Regions from separate parts of the Mus musculus genome. Here region 1 is linked to region 2. Evidence: chromatin contacts called from public Hi-C data. All regions are on one chromosome and are shown on one strand. The core of a region is the stretch at or near the end of the contact, and the rest is flanking DNA. Distances in the headings are between cores, read along the strand shown.

The links. A called contact is a pair of places that touch in the nucleus more often than the background predicts.
Region 1: a contact with region 2 is called in a Hi-C map of rod photoreceptor, with 1.9 times the contacts expected there. The contact joins the enhancer-like site here to the promoter of Dnm2 in region 2. A contact is called at or near these places in 13 of 39 promoter capture datasets (3T3-L1-derived adipocytes, the C10 cell line, the HPC-7 cell line and 7 more), 50 of 484 Hi-C or Micro-C datasets (3T3-L1-derived adipocytes, the 63-12 cell line, the AML12 cell line and 34 more), 29 of 115 datasets of contacts at active chromatin or transcription factors (the 230-238 cell line, CD8 T cells, the HPC-7 cell line and 18 more) and 5 of 9 other capture datasets (adipose tissue, embryonic stem cells, liver and 2 more).

What each region holds. Positions count from the first base shown.
Region 1 is chr9:21,478,175-21,485,000 of GRCm38.p6, reverse strand. Dnm2 (dynamin 2) reads right to left here. Exons shown (of 21, transcript NM_001253893.1): 9 at 6,653-6,720; 10 at 5,964-6,102; 11 at 3,582-3,668. Among named protein-coding and RNA genes, the nearest start is that of Mir199a-1, 15 kb to the left of the region's middle. Within about 2 kb of position 3,645, at least 8 of the 459 cell types and tissues checked have an H3K27ac peak or open chromatin away from gene starts, as enhancers often do. A contact at or near this core is called in rod photoreceptor, where this site is marked.
Region 2 is chr9:21,421,794-21,428,403 of GRCm38.p6, reverse strand. Dnm2 (dynamin 2) reads right to left here and starts at 3,496. Exons shown (of 21, transcript NM_001253893.1): 1 at 3,148-3,496. The coding sequence starts at 3,308.

The DNA.
Region 1 (6,826 bases), core at 2,396-4,895, 56 kb before region 2:
TCCTTGAACTCAGAGATCCGCCTGCCTCTGCCTCCCAAGTGCTGGGATTAATGATGTGCACCAACATGCTTGGCTTATGTGTGGCTCTGTTTTCAAACATACTAATGTAAAATTAAGAGTATGGCTGAGGGCTGGAGAGAGGGCCTGAGTTCAATTCTCAGTTCTCACATGGTGGCTCCCACCTGTCTCGAACTCTGGTTCCAAGGGATAGATGCTCTCTTCTGGCCTCTACAAGCACCTGATATGCATGTAGCACACACACATTACATGCAGACAAAATATTCATTCCCATATGGGTCTTCTCTGTGTAGCTCTGGCTATACTGGAACTTGCTCTGTAGACCATATACCTACATATGGTCCACCTGCTTCTGCCCTCCTGAGTGCTGGGATCAAAGGTGTGCACCACTATGCTTGTATGCTTGGCTAATAAATCTTAAAAAAAAAAAAAAAAAAAAAAAGATGGAACTCAGTACCACACGCACTAAAAGCCCAATCACCTCTGCAGGTGCCCAGCATGTGTGTACATGCCCATACCTGAGACAGCTGCATTCTCAAATCTGGCAGACAGAGATGCCGCTATAGTCCACTGCCAACCTCATTACAGCCCTGTCTGCTAGGATGCTAATGGTCCTAGTTTGCAAAGGCTGAAGTCGCTCCATGGACTGTACTGACTCAGGCAGCTTTCTACCCTAGTTCCTATTAACAACAGGCCAGGCTGCCTGGCAGAGGGGCTCTGGTTCCGCTGGCAAAGGTTTCTGCTGGCTCAAGGCCAGACACTCCCTGGTCACTGTGTCTTTAGCTCCTCAGTGATAACCAAGACAATATACACAGACCTAGGAGGTTGTTGGGGAGGGCGGGGTGTTGTGCAGAGTCCCTGAAGCTGGCTCTGTAAGGCCTGAACACTGTCTTCCCACAGCTCTGCTGTGAAGCCTGGTAGTGTCCACAGTGGATCCCAGAGGCTGTGTGCACAGGAAGAGCAGCAGCAGCCTCAGGAGCAGTGATGGAAACAAGCAGAAGTGTTCATGGTGTATTTCGGTGGTGTATTGTTTTGACTTTCTGTTTGTTTTCTGGGGACAGGGTTTCCCAGAGCCCAGGATGACCTCTAATTTAACACACAGCTGAGAAAGACCTTCAACTCCCGATCCTCCTGCCTCCACCTCCTGAGCAATCTCAAGTGCACCATCAGTGTAAGGTTCCTGAGGTGCTGGGAATAGAACCCAGGGCTATGTGTATGACAGAAGCATTCTGTCCTTGTTTTATTTTGAGACAGTCTCATAATATAACCCAGTCTGTCCAGCCTTGAATTCTTGCTCATCCTATTTCAGTCTCTCCATACTGTGATGACTCCATACTGTGATGACAGGCCCCTTCATCAAAGCCATATCTCCTAAGCCATGGGGTTACAGAGTGTCTAAGAGGTCCAGTACTAAATGCTGGCTTAAAGTCAAAGGAGCCAGTTTTTTCACCATGACAGGCCCAATATGAACACTTGCAGTAATTTAGATTTAAGCACCTGTAATGAGACCCCATAATTAGATTATTTTTATTCTATATGTACAAGGCCTACATATATGACTGATCACACTGTGCGTGCCTAGCGCTTGCAACACTAGGAGTATGGGAGCTCCTGGAACTGGAGTCATAGATGATTGTGAGTAAACATGGGAGTGCTGGGAACACAATCGAGGTCCACTGAGGAGGCATGGCTCCAGCTCCCCTCCTGAAGGGTTAATGACAGCTCAGGGTATGGAAGTGCAAGGCTCCAGATGCCCTAGCATTTCTCCAGCAGGTAGGGGCAGCTCTAAAACGATACAGTAGATTCACAGTAGAAAATGTCCCAACAATGGAGAAAGTCAACCACTGCCACCATAGGTGACACATGGCCCTCAACACTGGGTCAGAGTTGGAAATCACAGTCTCCCCGAAGCACTATGGAAAGGCCCGGCAAAGAACAGAACACCTTGGTCTTGAGAAAATGAACAAAGATTTAGTTGCATGTATAGAACAATCTAATCTGTAGTTGCACAAAGACATTAATGCCACCTGAACAATCATGGTGGAAGACTTCTCAATGCATTATGGGGAGGCCAGGATACAGGTTGGTGGCCACAGATAGTAATAATTCGTTTTTTCCTTTCTCTCTTTTTTTTGGGAAGGTGTGGTAGGCGACACAGTCTCCTGTAGCCCAGGCTGGCCTTGAACTCAGTTATGTAGTCAAGGGATGACACCGAGTTTCGGATCTTCCTAACTCTGCTCCCAAGTTAGGATGACAATTGTGCCTCACCACATCCTGACAGGGTGCTGGAGGTGGAAACTAGGGCTTCGCATGCTAGGCAAGTGCTATATTAGCCGCATCATGGTCCTAGGCCTCAGAATGGATCTGGAGCTGTTAGGATGGCTCCGCAGATAAAGACACTTGCCTTGGAAGCCTGGTGAACTAAGTTCGACCCCCCCACATCACCCCCAGAACCTCTGCATAAAGAGAAGGCAAGAACCCTCCTCAGAGATGTCCTCCAGCCTCCACGTGCATGCTATGGAAAACACAGGCGAGATAAACAGCTGTAAACCACCAATCAAAGAAAACACATGGTGGAACTTGTGGCTCTAGCTGCATATATAGCATAGGATGGCCTAGTGGGCCATCAATGGGAGAAGAGGCCCTTGGTCTTGTGAAGGTTCTATGCAAAAGTATAGGGGAATGCCAGGGCCAGGAAGCAGGAATGGATGGGTTGGGGATCAGGGGGAGGAGGAGGGGATAGGGGATTTTCAGAAGAAACTAAGAAATTTGAAATGTAAATAAAGAAAATATCTAAAAAAAAAAAAAAACCAAAACCAAAACCAAAACCAAAACCTCACAGTGTAAGCATGTTTGGTGCACGCCTTTAATCCCAGCACTTGGAAGGCAGAGGCAGGTAGATTTCTGAGTTCAAGGCAAGCCTGGTCTATACACTGAGTTCCAGGATCACCAGGGCTATACAGAGAAACCCTGTCTCGAAAAACCAAACAACCAAACAAAAATAAATAAATAAATAAATAAATAAATAAATATCCTTATCTTATTCAAATGCTGATTTCTGTCCCCATATCTGGTGGCAATCTGGACATGGTACTGTTGTCTATTCTAAGTATCTCTTGTCTCAATGTTGTGTATACAGTTGTTGGTTTATTCTCTGTTTTCTCAATAAAAGCTGATCTGCCAATGGCTGAGCACTGGAGAGTGTATGGCTGGACTTCTGACCTCAGCCAGGGGAGGGTAAAGAAAGAGAGGAATCTCTGTGATGCTCACCATAGGAACATATTGGAACATATAGGAACATATTGGAGCAGAGAGCCAGACACAAGATACAAGTACCTTGGAGACTATGGCTGGGAGGTCGCCAGATTAGCTTCAAGGATTAGAACAGATTAATAACTACTTAGCTATTGTGTCATATAGCTTGATTAAGTACATCTTAGAGTCTCTGACTAATTTATTTGGAAGCCAGGTTGAGTTAAAGAAAAATATTATCACTTCACAAAACTAAATTCTCAAAATTTGCTAGACATGAACAAAGAGGAAACAGAGAACTGGTACAATACCTGGTCCTTGGTTCTCCCTTCTCGCTCCCTGATGTAGGTGGTGACAATTCGCTCGGTCTCCTCTCGCAGCCGGGGGTAGGAACTCAGCTGGGGAGCAAGCACAAGGGCTGAGCTGACAAGGTCTTCATGGCCAGGCCAGGGGAGGGGAGGGGAGCCGGGAGACAAGGGCAGGCCAGTCAGGGGCATGTGGAGTGGGAAAGGCAAGAGGGTGCCGTGCATGCTGAGAGCCGCTTGCAAAGCCAGCGATTGGAGGTGGAAAGTGGCAGAGAGGGTGAATGACACTTACTACCCAGAGGTGCCAGGCAGCCCCCTCCCGCCCAGCACTAGGTGCAGGCAGGACAAACTGATGGCCCTCACTGGGCATTCGAATGAGCATAGTGCCCTGCTCCAGGATAAAAGGCACAGCGTCGGGGTCGCTGAGCTCAGGGAACCCTTTGCTGGAAAATATTCCCTGATCTCTGTGAATTTGGCAGCCATGTGGCCAATCCTCAGACTCCCTTCTTTTTATCTGGGGTAGTGAGTGACCCGAGCCACACTTTCCCCAGGAGAGGAAAGATGCTGCTAAACGCACCCCAATGCAGGAACACACAGGAGGACACAGTGGTGGCAAGGGGTGACATCTAGAAGTGAGAATGGTTTCACAGATGTGACTGTGCTTGGACATGGCAAAGGTTTCCCAACTGGACCCCAAAACTGAGAGGGTGGGACGTGTGCGCTGTACCTCCCCCACTCAGCCTGCCACGCAAAGTTCCAGATGGCACTGTGCCCAGCAGGGGTCCCCTGTAGGCAAGGTTGTCCCGATGCTCAGGGCTGACACCAATGAAGAGATGATAGGTGGGAATTGATGAGGGACAGGAGGAGCAAGACCTGTTACCTTCTCAGCACACTTTTTAATGACCGTGGCTAGCTCCGACACCACCAGGTCAACACACTTCAAACTCGGCTCTTTGAGTTTTACAAGCTGTTTTTTCACGATGGCTTCAAAGGCCATGTCGGGGGTGAAGAGCCCCGTCCTGGTCATGCGGAGGAGGGCGGGACGAGGTTGAGAGACACCCAGGGGTAGTGCAGGCCACACGCACAAATGCACACATAGGACGGGAGATAAAGAGAGAAAGAGAAGAAAGGAGAATGAGCTGGTTAGTGCATACGCAGAAAAGCCTGCACCCACATCTGTCCTGGAAGCAGCTTGGGATAAGCAAGGCCTGGGGGAGCATAGGCTGGCCTACAGCTCAAGGCTAAGTGCTACAGGACACTCAGCATAGGGCCAAAGGCATGTGAGGAATCTTAAATCATCACGTCTGTGATAAGGGACCAGAGGGTGTCAATCAGCAGCCCCTCTGGGCTTCAGTTTTTGAAATGGCCTTGTAGCACAGGCTAGCCTCCAACTTAGTATATATACTGAGGATGACCTTGAACTTCTAACTTCCTACTTCCAACTCCTGGATCCAGTTCTGGGATCACAGGTATGAGCCACCACATCTGGTCTATGGGATGCTAAGGATGGAACCCCAAGCTTTGTGCAGCCAGCCAAGCACTCTACAAACTCACCCTAACGCTAACCCCAGCCCTTGCTTGGCTGGCTTATTTTGCTCTGTTTCCCACTGGAGAAGCTGAGGAAGCAAATGGGGACTTTGCTCCAGTAGGACAGGCAGCTGAAGCAGGTGCTCTCTGCCCTTTCAGAGCTGACAATGTCGAGGTTGCACTAGCAGACGCCCTCTCCTTCCCCTCAAGCACTCCCGCTGCTTGGCAGGAGCGTGCTGTCCCAGGATACAGTCCTCCCAGAGGAGCCTGGTGGTTTGGGCCAAATGGAGGCAGTTGCCCATGAAGAGTGGGCATGAGTCCTCATTGAAGACCATGAGGACTGAGTGTGGAGTTACCTGGGAGGGGTGGGGATGGAACAAGGGCAGCACAGGGCACAGTGAAGGCTGGCAGAGCCACTGTGGAACCCAAGTAGCTCTGTGAAGCTGGGCACTGAGCTCTCAGTATGCCACCAGTGTTTATGTTCTTCCCAGTGCCATGGGAACAGAGAAGTGACCCACTCCAAAGAAGCAGGCATTTGTCATTTTTCAAGGGGGATAACAGTGAAGCTTCGGGAGCCTTGGCCTCCAACAGCTGAAGAGGAATACCCGATCTGCTTCCCTCGCAAGCAGCAAAGCAACACAGCCAGATGACATCCCCATTCCACCATACGCATGCTGGGCTTGGTATCAGGATCCCAGGAGACCTGTCACCAGTCTAGCTGGTTCTAAGAAGCCCAGCATTCCCCCACCCCCTCCTGAGTGGGTCCAGACTGACACAGTCCCATCCCTGTAGGATTCTTGGAAGTGAGGTAACCTGGGGCCTGATACCAAGCCTGCGGCCCCGCGTCCGCAGGTGTGGTACCTTGCTGGTGCACTGCCTAACTGTACTGATTAGCTCCTGGATAACCAGGTCCACGCATTTCAGACAGGGCTCTTTCAGCTTGACCACCTGCTTTTTCACAATGGCCTCGAACGCCAAATCCGGCGTGAAGAGCCCAGTTCTAAAAACGTCCAGACCCAGTGGGGAAGCAGGGAGAGATAAGTCAGAGAGAAACAAAGGGTGTGGTCAGCAACTTTCTAAGCATGGCTAGGTCCCTGACAAGGAAAACTATCCCATTAAAGCTGGGGGTAGGATACCAGAGAGTCCCCAACTGGGGAGCCCTCAGGGTAACCCAAGGATCTTGGGACGCTAGAGAACAGGGTATACTTCATTGATTGCAATTAAGGAGGGGACACCAGGAGGCCCACAAGTGACCCATGATGACATGGGGCCTGTGGGCATGATTCAAGTCTGGTTCCACCCAACCTCTGGTCACTATAGATCTCACAGAACAAGGTCATGTATCCTAGGGGACACAAGTAATCAAGAGACCTAGGACAGTCACAGCCAAAACACACGCACTTTCTCTGTCCTTGAAGACTAAGATGTTTATACAGTTCTGGAAACTATCCATGAACCTTCTAAAGGCCTCACTAGCCAGGGACTCAGAAGGTTGGGGGGCCCACATGAATGGACAGGAAGAGAACATGGGAATTCCCCATGGAACTTGCCTGACTCCGTGGATGTTCTTAATAGCATAGCTGATCTCTCTTCGTAGATCTTTCTCATCAAACTCCATCTGAGAAGAAACCAACCACACATGGAGCCACGTCCAGGGCACCTCACAGCAGGAACAGTGGCTAGCTCTGTTTCTATTCACCAGTGTATCTCACAAAGATGATGTA
Region 2 (6,610 bases), core at 2,247-4,746:
CTCAAACCCACAAAGACGACGGCTCCTGAGGAACCATGATTAAGGCTGCCCTCTGACCCCACACACTCATATTCAGACACTTGTGCACAGACACACACTCAGGAACCTGGGGCCTAGAATGCCCAATCAATGCCCTTGACTAAAGTCACAGCTTTGGTAGACCCATGCTTGGGGCCTCAGGCCTCTACCTCATTATTACTAAAACCTTCAGGGTAGTTTCAGGCTCTGTAGAAATCTGGACCTCATGTGAAACCTGTTACATTTCAAGCCCTTGGCCTCCAGGGCTAGCAATCTGCATGCAAGTCTCGGCAAGGGGCTGGGCCCACTGAGCTGTCCTAGTGTACACTAATGTTCTTAGAAAAATCTAAGGCAGCCCTGACAGGAAGCATTTTGAGCTGTCCCTAGGTGCTGGGCTGGCCCAAGCCCTTGGCACACTCTCCTTTGCTCCTGGCTGACAACCAGATGCCCCTGGATGGATATTCAAGAACAGCAGAGGAAAGAAACAGCACAAGGGTCAGACAGACTCATAGTTCTGACTCTGTTTAATAAAGTCCATAGCAGGAAATAAAGAATGGGATTGAGTGGGCCTCTTGGCAAAGTCCTGCAACACAGGTACGTTATGCATTCTAGAGTAAAATGAACTTAATGCCATAGTGGTGTGTGCTTGTGACCCCAGCACTTAGAAAATGAAATCGGACAACTGCTGCTACAATTCTGGAGGCCAACCTATGCTATAGTAAGTTCCAGGTCAGCCTGGACTACAGTATGAGACTGTTTCAAAATAAACAAACAAAAATTTTTTTAAAATTAAAAAACAAAAAACCAAAATAACCCCCACCCAGGAACGGTGCTGTATGCCTTTGATCCCAGCACTCAGGAGGTAGAACTAGGTGCATCCCTGTATGTTCAAGGCCAGCCTGTCTACATTCTGAGATGCTTTTTAAAACATTGATCAATAGCTAGGCTTGGTGGACTTGCCTTTAATCTCATCACTTGAGAGGTAGAGGCAAGTCTCTCAGTTAGAGGCCAGCCTGGCCTATAAAGGTGGCTCCAGGACAGCCAGGCTCTGTTACTCAGAGAAACACTGTCTCAAAAAAACCAAAAAACAAATAGATAAATAAACGAACAAACAAACAAACAAACAGGGATATGTGTATATACATATACATAAAATTTTTATTTCATTACCTAAAAGCCATAGGTGTTTTTGAGTATGAATGCAATCAAAGAGAACATAAATATCAACAATATTTCTTATTAGTTTGGTGCTGGGAACTGACCCCTGGGTCTTATTCATGCTAGGCAAGTACTCCATGCCCGAGCGTCACCACACAGCCCTCTCATGGCTTTTTTTTTTTTTTTTGGAGACAGGACTAACAATGGAGCCCATGTTGAACTCAAACTCAAGAAATCTCCTGCCTCAGACTCCCAAAATCCTAAGATCACAGGTGCAGCTAATTCAACCTAAATGTACACTTCCAAGTACCCAGTCCCTGCAGTCTTGAATCAACTTTTGAGGTTTTTTTGAGACTGGGTCTCAATATGTAGCCCTAGCTGCCCTAGAACTCTACTCTATGTAGAGTGAGCTAGCCTCAAATTTAGAGATGTTCTGCCTCCACAAAAGACTGGTAACAACAATAACAGAGGGTGTGTGTGTGAGTGTGTGTGTGTGACCCAATGATAGGGTGAGACAGAGAGAGGTGGATCCCTGGAGCTCACTGGCCAGCGAGAATAGCTGAGTGAGATCAGTTAGCTGCATGGTGTGTGTGTGTGTGTGTGTGTGTGTGTGTGTGAGAGAGAGAGAGAGAGAGAGAGAGAGAGAGAGAGAGACCCAATGAGATCGGTGAGCTGCATGGTCAGTGAGAGACCATGTCTCTACAATTTAAGATGGAAGGACAATGACATAGCTCAATGGATACTAGGACTTGCTATATAAGTCTGCGGCCCGGTGTTTAATCCCCACATAAATTTTGAAGGACTTCACAAAGATTATGCCCTCTGACTTCCACAAATGCACTCTGGCACACACTTGGACACACACACACACACACACACACACACACAATGATAATGTCCACAGCAAAGCAAATGTTAACACTGGGTAGGCACACACTGCAGCATCATACATGGAACACTTCCTGGAATGGAGAAGTGCTGCTGCGGGGAGAGGCAGAGGGGGAGGGGACAGGAGTAAATCAACATCCCTCCTTCACTCACTTCCTGGATCCTACAAACAGCTGCAAGTGGAATTTGCCCACTGGACAGATGGAACAAGCTGAGGCTCCCAGAGCTATCTAGAGAGCATTCCAACTGGGAAGCTCTAGGTTAGGGGATCCTAGCCCAAGAAAGAATCCTAAAGAATGTTTCTTCCCAAGTTCTCCAACCTCTGTCACTCAGAGAGGATGGACAGGCAGGGATGCCTGGGTGGGAATGGAGAACAGACTAATGGATGGATTCAAAGAGCCAGTCGGCCCAAGAGAACCAGATAACAGGAGGCTCCCAAAGTTCAGCCAGTCAGATGGCAGAGGCCAACTCACGTAAATAAGGGGCACAGATGGGCATTTGCACACGAGAGGTCACCTTAGATGGCTAGCCAGACAACGGTGGACTTCAGAGTGAGTTTGGACAGATGGGACAACCAAATGGTGCCGGTAGGAAGCCTGTCTAGAACAGATAACCAGCTAACCAGGCAAGAGAGCAGGCTCCAGAAAATAACTGGCCAGACAGACCCCAGGGGTCATTCCCCATGGATGGCTAAGTGGCAAGTGTTATCTTCAACATCTTAGCACACACACTAAGATTTCCAGGTAGCAGAAGGAAAGAGGAGTGGATCTATCCCGGACTACAGGTAAAGCGATGTCAGAGTTGCCCAGCCATAGCCGGAACTAGAAGCACCAAGAGGGGTCGGCACTGACCGTCTTGCCCCAAACACCGCCCACTATCATCGACTAGTCCCAGACTTGGATCTGCATCTCCAGTCCCTGCGGAAAGCCATGGAGACTCTTGCCCCAGACCTTATCCACTGCCACCGGTGCTGCGGCGTCCGCGAGCCGCAGTTCCGCCATTCCCCGCCCGCCCTCCGCGCCCTAGGCCGCCGCCCGCCCTCCCGGCCGGAGCCCCAGAACCGCCGCCGGCGCGCTCGCTCACCGGCCCACGAAGTTCTCGAGCACCGAACTTTTGCCGGCGCTCTGGCCGCCCACCACGGCGATCTGCGGCAGGTCCAGGTGGCAGCTCTGACCGATGGAGCTGAAGGCGTCCTGCAGCTTGTTAACCAGCGGGATGAGCTCTTCCATCCCGCGGTTGCCCATGGTGTCCGCCTCCGCCGCGCGGATCCCCCGACTAAGACTCTCGGTTCCGATGTGTCTGTGGCCGTTGCTTCCTCCTGCTCTGCTCTGCCGGCCCGCCCGGTCTCCCCTTCGCCGCGACGCCCGCTCCCGGCTCGGCCTCAGAGTCGCCGCCTCATCCGGTTCTCAGGCGACACCCGACCCGAGCGAACAACCCTCCCGGCCTCCGGGGCGGAGTCCGCAACCCTACTGCTATATCCAATTGGTTCAAAGCACTGCCACTCAAGAACGTGAGCCAATAAAAAAGGCACGAGGAAGGGCTAATCTCACAAATTCACTGGGTAATAAAACTGTCACTCTTAAGTGAAAGCCAATAGAAGTCAAACCGGGTTGTCAGACCGGGAAGGCGGGGTCTCTGGAAAAGACACTGAGGCCTCAGCTCACTAGGTTGATTCGGGTTGGCTTATTGGTCGCAGAAACGTCAACCTGCCAAGGGTGTAAGGGATCCATTCTTCAACACTGGATTGTCACTTGACACTAGTTAATTCCGTAAAAATTTCTCATTGGCTGATATAAATATCACTTCTCTACTCCAACCAGTAAGAGGAAAGAGAGCCGCAATCTTTTTCTATAGTTTCTATAGTTTTGTATGCTGGCTACAGACTCTTGATGTTCCTCCTGTCTCAGCCTCCCTCCTGCTAGGATACACGCTACTACCTTCCCAATCCTCACTGACAACTGTGTCATAAAAGTTCTTCCAACTTCCTGGCATTTGCTATCACTTTGTGATATTCTTTTTAAGCAAAAGGCCACAGTGCTCAGGGAAGCACACCGTGGTAAGGTTCAGTGGCTGTTACACCTGAATTCTTAGGCTGTAGTGAAAACCCATATTTTAGAAAGCATCGCAGTCGGGCGTGGTGTCGCGTGCCTTTAATCCCAGTACTCGGGAGGCAGAGGCAGGCAGATTTCTGAGTTCAAGGCCAGCCTGGTCTACAGAGTGAGTTCCATGACAGCCAGGGCTATACAGAGAAACACTGTCTCGAAAAACAAAACAAAACAAAACAAAACAAAAAAACTAAAACAAAAAAACAAAAAAACAAAACAAAGCAGAAAGCATCGCAGATCCCAACTCTGGAAGAATCCCAGTGCCAGTGAAAGATGAGTCGACACTTCTGCCTCATAAAGGCGTTCTCACCCTCTCGTGCTTATTTCTGTACGTTACAGAGGGTCAAGTCTACAGTTCCATTAAGCCAAGCAAGTGTTTTGCGGATGGCTACAACTGTAGGTTTATTTTTACTTTAATTTTTTTTTTCTCCTAGACCAATGGCTCAGTACTTGCTGCCTTGGGAGCCGACTCAAATTTGGTTCCCAGCACCTGCATGACAACTCACACAACCATCAGTGATTCCAGTTCCAGGAATCTGACACCCTCGTCTGGCCTCCACTAGAAACAGACACAGACATAATGCACATACCGACATGCAGGCAAAAAAAAAAAAAATCCATGTACAATTTTTTTAATTTACATAAAATAACAGTTAAAAAGTTTTAAAGATTTATTTTATTTTTATGCGCACCAGATCTGTGCCCGGTGCCCACAGAAGTCAGGAAGGATCAGATTCCCTAGAACTGGAGTTCTGGATGGTTTTATATGAGATTTTAAATGTGTGGGTGCTGGGAACAACAACTGTTCTTAACCACTGAGCTGTCTCTCTAACCCCAAACTTTTCTTTTGCATGCATGGTGTTTGGTCTTGCAGGAATATTTTGTTCACCAGAGTCATGCAGGACCAAGAAAACCAAAAGAGGGCATCAGATCCTCTCAGAACTGGAGGTACAGTTACAAGCTGCTATATGGGTGCTCAGAACTGAACCCACCTCCTCTACAGGAGCAACAAGTGCTCTAAACTGCTAAACCACCACGACTCCAGCCCCTTTATTTTAATTATGTGTTTATGTTGGGTGTGATATAGGCACATGAGATGAGAAGAGGACATGGAATTCCTTGAAGTGGAAGTTAAGAGCAGTTGTCAGTCATCTGATTATGGGTGCTGAGAACCAAACTATAGTCCCCTCCAACAGCAGCACTCTAAACCACTCCTCCAGCCTCCATTTTTTCTCATTTGTGTGGCTGTGGTATGCTGCCCTGTGCATGTGCATACGGAGGTCACAGCTTGACATTAGGCCTTGTCACTTCTCTTAGTTTTTGAAACAGGATTTCTCAGCCAAGAGCTGGTCAGTTCAGCTGAGAAGGTTAGCCAGCAGCCGGAACTGCACACGCTCACCACCATGCTTGACTTTTTATGAGGGTCCTGGGGATCTAGGCCACCATCTCTCCAGGTGCCCCATCCACCCACCACCCAAGCCATTGTAAGGCAGAAGCCAGTATTGCAGCTGTTTCCATGTTACTTCAGCTTTACCACATCCTACATCCTTTTAACTGCCAAGTGCAATGTGGAGATTCACTCCCTAACGCAAGATGGGAGAATACACTACTTTGCAGGCAAAACTGGAGGTTCTGGAAGCACATTTGGGGGAAGGGGGAAGATGGTGGTGTTTACCTTTGACAGAGCCTCATTTCACAGAGCCTTGACTCAAGGCTGTGTAGCCAAGGATGGTCTTAAACTTCAATCCTTCTGCCTCTAACTCTTACAGGCAGGAGCCACCACACCCAGTGTATCAAGAACTCAGAGCTTCTTTTCATGGCCAGGTCCCAGCATTTGTTCTGTATTTGTTTCCTTTTAGGAGGGCTGTGTTTACCTGAGACACAGTCTGTCTAGCATAGGACGACCCTTACTGTGTATCCCAGGCGGGCCTGCAACTCCCAGTCCTCTTCCCCCAGTCTCTTGAACATAGGATTTTGGCCATGCCGCCAATTGCCCGGGTGGAACAATTAATAATAATAATTATTAAATCAGTAATAATTTAATGCTTCTGGGCACACATGTGCTTGAATAAGCCCAGTAAGGAGGCAGCAGGAATGTACACTCTGGAAAGCAGCTGACAGGAGGTGGTACAGGGGTCGCACCGAAGCTGTGAGCAAGAAGATGACAGAGGGAGACCCTGATCTTTAAAAACAAAAACAAAACAAAACAAAAAAAACAAAGGAAGAAAAGGAATCAGGGCATTAAAGCCCATACTTGTTGGCCTTATTAGATAGAGGAATAAAATATTTGTGTAAGCCAATGGGAAACTTTAGGGAACTAGATAGCATCAACTGACAAGCCATTGTTTAAGGAACATGACGTAGTCCCAGGTCCCAAATGTACGAGTTTATGGTTGGTAGGCTTGGTGTTGCAGAGTTTATCAGGACTGCAAGAACCTGGA